Linked DNA regions of Mus musculus: region 1 is linked to region 2. A link is a contact called in public promoter capture Hi-C data. All regions are on one chromosome and are shown on one strand. Each heading gives the region's core, a stretch centred on a gene start, on an enhancer-like site or on the middle of the called end of the contact. The rest is flanking DNA. Distances are from core to core; before and after follow the strand shown. Region 1 has its middle 40 kb from the start of Cc2d2a. Region 2 holds the start of Cpeb2 (cytoplasmic polyadenylation element binding protein 2).

The links. Promoter capture Hi-C pulls out the DNA fragments that hold promoters and counts their contacts.
Region 1: a contact with region 2 is called in a promoter capture Hi-C map of hippocampal neurons, with 2.3 times the contacts expected there. The contact joins the enhancer-like site here to the promoter of Cpeb2 in region 2. A contact is called at or near these places in 1 of 39 promoter capture datasets (hippocampal neurons), 4 of 484 Hi-C or Micro-C datasets (the N1E-115 cell line, cerebellar granule neurons, cerebellum and 1 more) and 2 of 115 datasets of contacts at active chromatin or transcription factors (embryonic forebrain and forebrain).

Annotation. Positions count from the first base shown.
Region 1 is chr5:43,620,794-43,624,194 of GRCm38.p6, reverse strand. No RefSeq gene overlaps it. Among named protein-coding and RNA genes, the nearest start is that of Cc2d2a, 40 kb to the left of the region's middle. Within about 2 kb of position 1,549, at least 16 of the 459 cell types and tissues checked have an H3K27ac peak or open chromatin away from gene starts, as enhancers often do. A contact at or near this core is called in the N1E-115 cell line, cerebellum, cortical neurons and 1 more, where this site is marked.
Region 2 is chr5:43,231,689-43,235,075 of GRCm38.p6, reverse strand. It overlaps Cpeb2 (cytoplasmic polyadenylation element binding protein 2), which reads right to left and starts at 1,823. Exons shown (of 12, transcript NM_001368806.1): 1 at 1-1,823. The coding sequence starts at 1,613. It overlaps Gm7854 (predicted gene 7854), which reads left to right. Exons shown (of 8, transcript NR_028417.2): 1 at 1-124.

The DNA of each region.
Region 1 (3,401 bases), core at 300-2,799, 390 kb before region 2:
CCTTGTACTGAGGCATATAAAGTTTGTAATACTAAGAGGCCTCTCTTCCCAGTGATGGCTGACTAGGCCATCTTCTGCTACATATGCAGCTAGAGACACGAGCTCTGGAGGTACTGGTTAGTTCATATTGTTAAGACAGAGTTTTCTTATTGCTTCTTGAACAACTTCAGGATGAATTTATGCCTATTGGAGGCTGTCATGAAGGAACTGATGGCCAACTGTGGGCATATACCTGTACAAATGTCACTTAGGAGCCGGTTACAGGCCAAAAGGGAGACTGCAGATCCTGAGCAGGCTCTGTCTGTGGGGAATCGGTTCTAATGCTTTGTCTTATTTCAGCTCCCAAAAGCCATGCTTCCAGACCCGAGGATCTGATTGATAATAAAGAATTGCCATTCGGCCAATGGCTGGCCCAGGAGACAGGCAGGACTTTTAGATTTTGCTGGCAAGAGACTGAGAGTGAGGGGAAGAAGAGGAGAAACTCCATGATGGGGAAGGAGAAAGATGAGACATAAAGGCCCTCCAGCACATGTAAGAATCCAGGAAAGTGGCCCTAGAAGCCACTTCCCAGATTGGGTCTAGGATAGCAGAGATGAAATATCGATTTTAAAAGTTGTTAAAGATTTTAAAGATGCAAACCCTGTCTTGAAAAAACAAAACAAAACAAAACAAGACAAAACAAAACAAAACAAAATAGAACAACAAAAAAAAAAGATGGTAACTCAGGAATACCAGAGGGGAGTGTTTGGTAGTAGCAGGGAGTTTTTGTTTGTTTTTTGTTTTTTTTATTCACAAAATATTTTTTTCAATCAATACAACAATCTTATGATATAGGTATCATCCCCCCTTCAGATATATGGAAACAAGTTCACATGACATGGAGCTTTGGTATCATGCAGGCATATAACCAAGCCATTACCATCCCTACTCTCCCAATGTGAGCATATAGAATTGGAGAAAATACTTATATTTTTATTGTCGTTATTATCTACAAAGATCCTCACCCAGGAAATCATAGAACTCTATTTTGCCCTAGAAAATGTAGAGAAATAAAGAATTAGATATAACCCACATTGTCAAAATATTTTTATTATTTTCTTCATTTACATTTCAAATGCTATCCTGAAAATCCTCTATACACTTCCCCCACCCTGCTCCCCAACCCACCTACTCCAGCTTCCTGGCCCTGGTATTCCCCTGCACTGGGACCTGGCAAATACAGAAGAGGATGCTCACAGTCATCTATTAGATGGAACACAGGGCCCCTAATGAAGGACCTAGAGGAGAAAGTACCCAAGGAGCTAAAGGGGTCTGCAACCCTATGGGAGGAACAACAATATGAACTAACCAGTACCCCACCCCCAGAGCTCTGTCTTTAGTTGCATATGTAGCAGAGGATGGCCTAGTAAGCCATCAATGGGAGGAGAGGCCCTTGGTTTTGTGAAGATCAGCTGCAGGGAGTTTTAAAAGTGCCAAACTATTAAGCTAGTCGTGAAGTGTGCACGGCCTGCTGGGAGCCAAATTGGTGGTTTAACTAATTTGTTGCTACACCTGTCAGCATTCCAACAGTGTGGAGAACTGGTTCTCAACTGGGGACAGTTTCTTATCACCCATGGACATTTGACACTGCTGATAGTTATGAGCCAGAAGATGTTCCTCTGTCTCTATGGGTAGATGCTAGGGGGTGTTGCAGGGCATCCTAAAATGTGCAGGTATCCCCTCCCAACATGGATGATCTGTTCCAAAGCCATCAGTGCCAAGGGTGAGAAACTATGATGCAGGAAAAGAAACATGTGAACGTGTCTCTTGGGAACCACAGTATGGAAGTGGCAGTGGAAATTTTCCTACATTTTTTTTTCCTTTCCTGTGACACTTCACTTGTATAACACATTTGATGTGTTTTGGAGCTGATCTGCAAATGCCACTGGGGTGCAAATACGGTCCAGGGAGAGAGTGTTCCTATTTGCCCTCGCCTTAGCTCAGGGTTAAATCTGAGAAGGACATACAAGTGCATGCAGCCCCTATAGATGGGGCTGTTTTGCAGAGAATTCAGAGTGCTTGTGCTTTTACAGCCATAATGATATAGTGATGGAGACTCTCTTTTAGATTCTGCTTGGCACGGGGCCTTCGGAGCCAGTCTTTGTTCTCTGCACAGAAAAAGGCAGATGGTAGATTGCTGCCTGTCATTGTTTTCAGAGCACTGTGGTCTGGCCACACTGAGTATTTTGGGCACAAATGAGCCAGTCCTGAGGCGACAAACATGTCTCCCAGTCAAACAGAGGATCCTGAAGTTTTACTATGGTTAAAAAAAAAGTGTGAGTGGTTCCCTTATAGATATTTGTAGCATGTCCTGGAAAATGCAGGAAAGCAGAGGCCCTGGGAGGTAGAGCAATGGGTGTGTCAGCACCTGAGCATGCAAGCCTATAGGCAGCAGTTAGAACAGCATTCACTAAGGCATGGCAGTGGGCACATTACTTGGGTTTCCTGTCTCTGATGGATGTGGACGGTCATCTAATTCATGTGGGCCAAAAAGCAATGTTTTGGGGACTCAGAATCCCTGAATGCTCCCTCCACTGCTCGCTGCTGCTGAGTGCTTAAAAGAGGACTTCCAGAAGGAAGATTGGCAAAACCCTCTGTCTCCACAAGGCTACAGCAAAATATGTCCATGCAAATTCCTGGTAAATAGAGCTGAGTTGCTTTGGGGACCTGAGGGCTGCTGACTGCATCTCTTAGGTAGCCTCGAGCAACAGTGGAAAGGCTGTGTGCTGCTCTTCTTGGTTCACTGTGCCCCCCCACCCCCTTGCAGGGCATTTTAGAAGCGTTGGAGTTGGAAGTGATTTAAGAGGGGAGCCTTATGCCCTCTCCCACTCTCCTGAGGTCTCTGCCCATTTTCTGCTCCTCTTAGTTCTACAGTTGTGAGGAAGCTCATTTCTGGGCACCATGTCACTCAGAATGCTTTGTGTCCTAGAGTGGTTTGGTTTGACGAATGGGGCACCGTCGAGATAGAGCAGAAGAATAGCTGGAACGTATCTTGCTTCTTGCTTCTATGTAGTTGTGGCAATCCCTCTGGTGGCACCGCCCCTTTTCTACATATTCAGTTTTACAAATGCTCAGTCTTCTGAGGTGTCTGACATTGCCTTAGGTTCAGATACCTCAAGGTCGTTACCTGATACATTTTACCCTACCCACACCACTGAATGAAATTCCTTCTTCATTCAAGTCTCTGTAGAGAAATATTTTAGATTGTGCTCCACTACGTCATGCCTGGTCCCCAAGTAGCATGTGATCAGAAGCCAGAGACCTTAGTATGTGGTCCCAAGAGATGCTGACCTCATGCACTCTCAAGCTCCAGGCCCCCAACATGTCCATACCAGCTTTCCTCTTTTAATGTGGGAACTGGG
Region 2 (3,387 bases), core at 574-3,073:
TACGAGTTCCTCTGCTGCAGGAAGGCGGCTGCGGCAGCCTGGTGCTGCTGCTGCAGCTGCGGGCTGACGGGTGACCTCCGGCTCTGCGGCTGCTGCGGCGCCGCCGCCGGCGGCTGCTGTTGAGGTAAATTCATGGCGGGCGGCGCGGGCACCGTGGGAGCAGAGAACGGGCCGCCGAAGCCGCCGCCGCCGCCGCCACCGCCGGCCGGCACGCTGAGCCCCGCGCAGCCGTGCGGCGACACCGGCGAGAAGCTCGGGAAGAAGGCCGGGTTCATGGACGATGGCAGCCCGGGGTAGAAGCCGTTCTCCGAGTCCGGGCTGGGCGGCGGCATGGCGCTCAGAGAGCCGCCCGCGCCGCCGCCGCTGCCCGGGGTGGCAGCCGAGGAGCCCGGGGGCTGTGGTTGCGGCGGCTGCTGGGGCGGCTGCGGCTGCTGGGGTGGCTGCTGCTGGGTCGCCGGCGGAGGCTGGGGCGGCGGCGGCGACGCGGTCTGCACCGACCAGGGGGTGCCGAAGCCGGGCAGCGGTGGGGGAGACGCGGAGCCGCCTCCCCCTCCGGGGGGTCCCCCGCCCCCGCCGCCGCCGGGGTGCGGCAGGTCCGGGCTCTGCAGGCTGCTGAAGGCGCTGGTGCCGAGCGCCGCGCCGGGCAGGAGGGTGCTGGGGCTGTTGAGCAGAGGGTGGTTGGGCGACTCCATGGAGCCCGGCGCGGGGTTCACCGGCGGCGTCGAGGGGGGCAAGCCCGCATTGGGGGGCTCGGCGGCGCTGCCCTCGCCCGCGGCCGGGGTCTGGCGAGGGCTTCCCGCGCCTCCGTGGCGGCGCCGCGGAGCTGCGGGCGGCGAGGGCGGGAGCTGCGGGAGCTGGGGCAGGTCGACCGGGCGCTGCCGCTGGGCGAAGTCCTGCGGCGGGAGGTGCTGCGTGTGCGGGAGGCTGAACGGCTGAGAGCGCTGGGCGAGCGGCGCCGACTGCAGGAGCGGCCCGGGCGGTGGTGGCGGCGTTGGCGGTGTTGGGCTGAAGCGGCCGGGGCAGTGGAGCGGCGGCGGCGGCGGCGGCGGCTTCGCGTCCGGAGGGTGGGGACGGTGTGGCGGGCTCAACTCTTTCCTCTTCTGGCTGCTCAGCTGCTGCTGCTGCCGCTTACTGAAGTCCTGCGGGGAGGAGGTGCGGCAGCAGCAGCAGGAGGAGGCGGAGGAGGAGGAGGGGTGGTGCAGACTCGGTTTGAAGTCCTGGGAGGGGAGGAGGTGGGTCACACCCGCGTTCGTGCCGCCGCCGGGGTGGTGGCTGGGGAGCTGCTCTGCGGCCGCCGCCCCCGAGAGCGGCCTCGTCGGCTGCTGTGTCAGCCCGAGCAGTAGCTCATCCTGCACGGCCTGGGGATGCGCCACGAGCGGGGAGGAAGAGGAAGCTGCGGCTGAGCTGGCCGCGCCGCCGCCCGAGGGGATGGCGAAGGGGGAGGCGGCCTCGGAGAAGCCGGTGACAGGCAACGGCGGCGGCGACAGCGGGCCGAAGGGCGTGGCGGGCGGCCCGGCGGCGAAGGGCCGGTAGGCGCTGCCGCCGGGCGAGGATCGTGGGCTGCCGCTGCGCAGCAGGGCAGTGTGCAGCACCCCGAACCCGAAGTCCCGCATTTATCAGGCCGGCGGCCGCGGCAGGAGACGCACCCCGTCCCCTGCCCCGCCTAGAAAGCCCCGGGAGCCGTGGCGGCGCGGCCGTGGTGGAAGGATGGGGTCAATGGGAAAGGGACACTGTGACTGAGCCGGGGCACCGACTTGGGGCCCCGCCGCCCCTCACGGAGGCCACCGCCGCCTCCCGGAACCGGCTCCGGCACCACCGCCGCTGCCTCGGCCGCCGCCGCCCTCGCCGCTTAAGAACCCCGGAACGTGCGTCAGCAGCCACCTCACAATCGCGCCGCCCCTTGTCGCGCGCCCTGGCACGCGCGAGCGCGCCGCCGCCGCCGCCGCCGGCCTCGCCCCGCCCCGCCCCTCATTAGCGTGCGTTGTGGACCCTGCGAGGCAGCGGGCGCGCGCGGCGCGTCCCTCAGTCCAGGACCTTGAATGGAGCCCAAGGGGGTGAAAAAAAAGCCGGTGGAAGTTGGGGAGACGGCTAATGGGTCTCGAGCACCGTGCGCGTGCGCACGGAGGCGAGCACGCGCGGGCGTTGCGGACGGTTCCTGGGCAACCGCCCCTCCTGTCCCCTGTCGCACGCGCCCCCTCCTCAGGCCCCGCCCTGTCCCAGCCCCTGGGGTCACGTGAAGTGCCGCTGTCCCAGACCTGCTAGCAGGACTAGGGCGCTAAGCTTGCAGGACTCTAGAAGGTCCCATGCTCTGTGGTCGGGTGCGAGCCGCGCGTGCTGTCACCCACCCTTGCCACCGCTGGAAGGCATTTTTTTTTGTTTGTTTTTTAAGAGTAAAACGCGAAACACCGGCGCCTTTTGCAGCAAACATTTCCACTTCAGCAAGGGGAACAAAGTCTGGGAGCCGACAGGGCTCTGCGTGGTTACTCGCGCAGGAGAGCTCTGAGTAGGTTCTGAGACCAGCTCCTCCTGGCCCCGCTGCTGCAAGCCCTGGGTGCGCTGTCACCACAACCCAGGGGTGCCGGACTCCTCCTCTACAAGTTCTTTCTGGCTTCCTTCCCCCGGGAGACTCTCATCGGAACATTTCCGAAGCTTTATTAATTTTCAAGGGAGAAAGATTTCTCACATCAGGGGGGAAAGGAGATTGTGACTCAGCAGCGGACTTGTTGAGGCTTGTAAAGTGGAAGGGGAAAGGCTTTCCATGTAGACAGAGGAGCGCTGGATGGGGACTTAATCCAGTGTAATTCCTCCCCACAGGAACATTTTACACAGAGAAAACCACACTTGACTGTTTAGTCCAATGATAACTGATCCACACGACATAATAAAGAATTGTATGTTCTTAGTTTTTATTTTTAAGTTTTCCTGGTGCTTAGAAAACTGAAATTACTGAATGGATTCCAGAAATACCTACTGAAATCTCAACAGTTTGCAGAAAGTTGATTCAGACTGGACTAATGATGTTGTAACTTACTAGTCTCTTAAGGAAGTTAGGTAGATGTCTTTCTGAAGCCCCTGTCAGTTGAATTTGGTTCCTCATCTTATTTCAAAAGTATGCAAGTCAAATAATCAGTAAAAAGAGAACAGCACTTCAAAAAGAAAATACTTTATAAGATCTATGTGTGATTAATAAGCTAAGTTTCCCAAAAACATATTTTATAAAATTCATTTACTTCAGAAATTAGCATGATAAGCAGAATGTTGTTTAAAAGTTAATCTCAATAGCATATTTAACAAACAAGGTAGATATTGATCTGGAAAAGTGCTTCCTTTAAATTACAATATGTAAAAGGCAGCATACATTAGAATTAAAAGTTATCAATAAGTTAT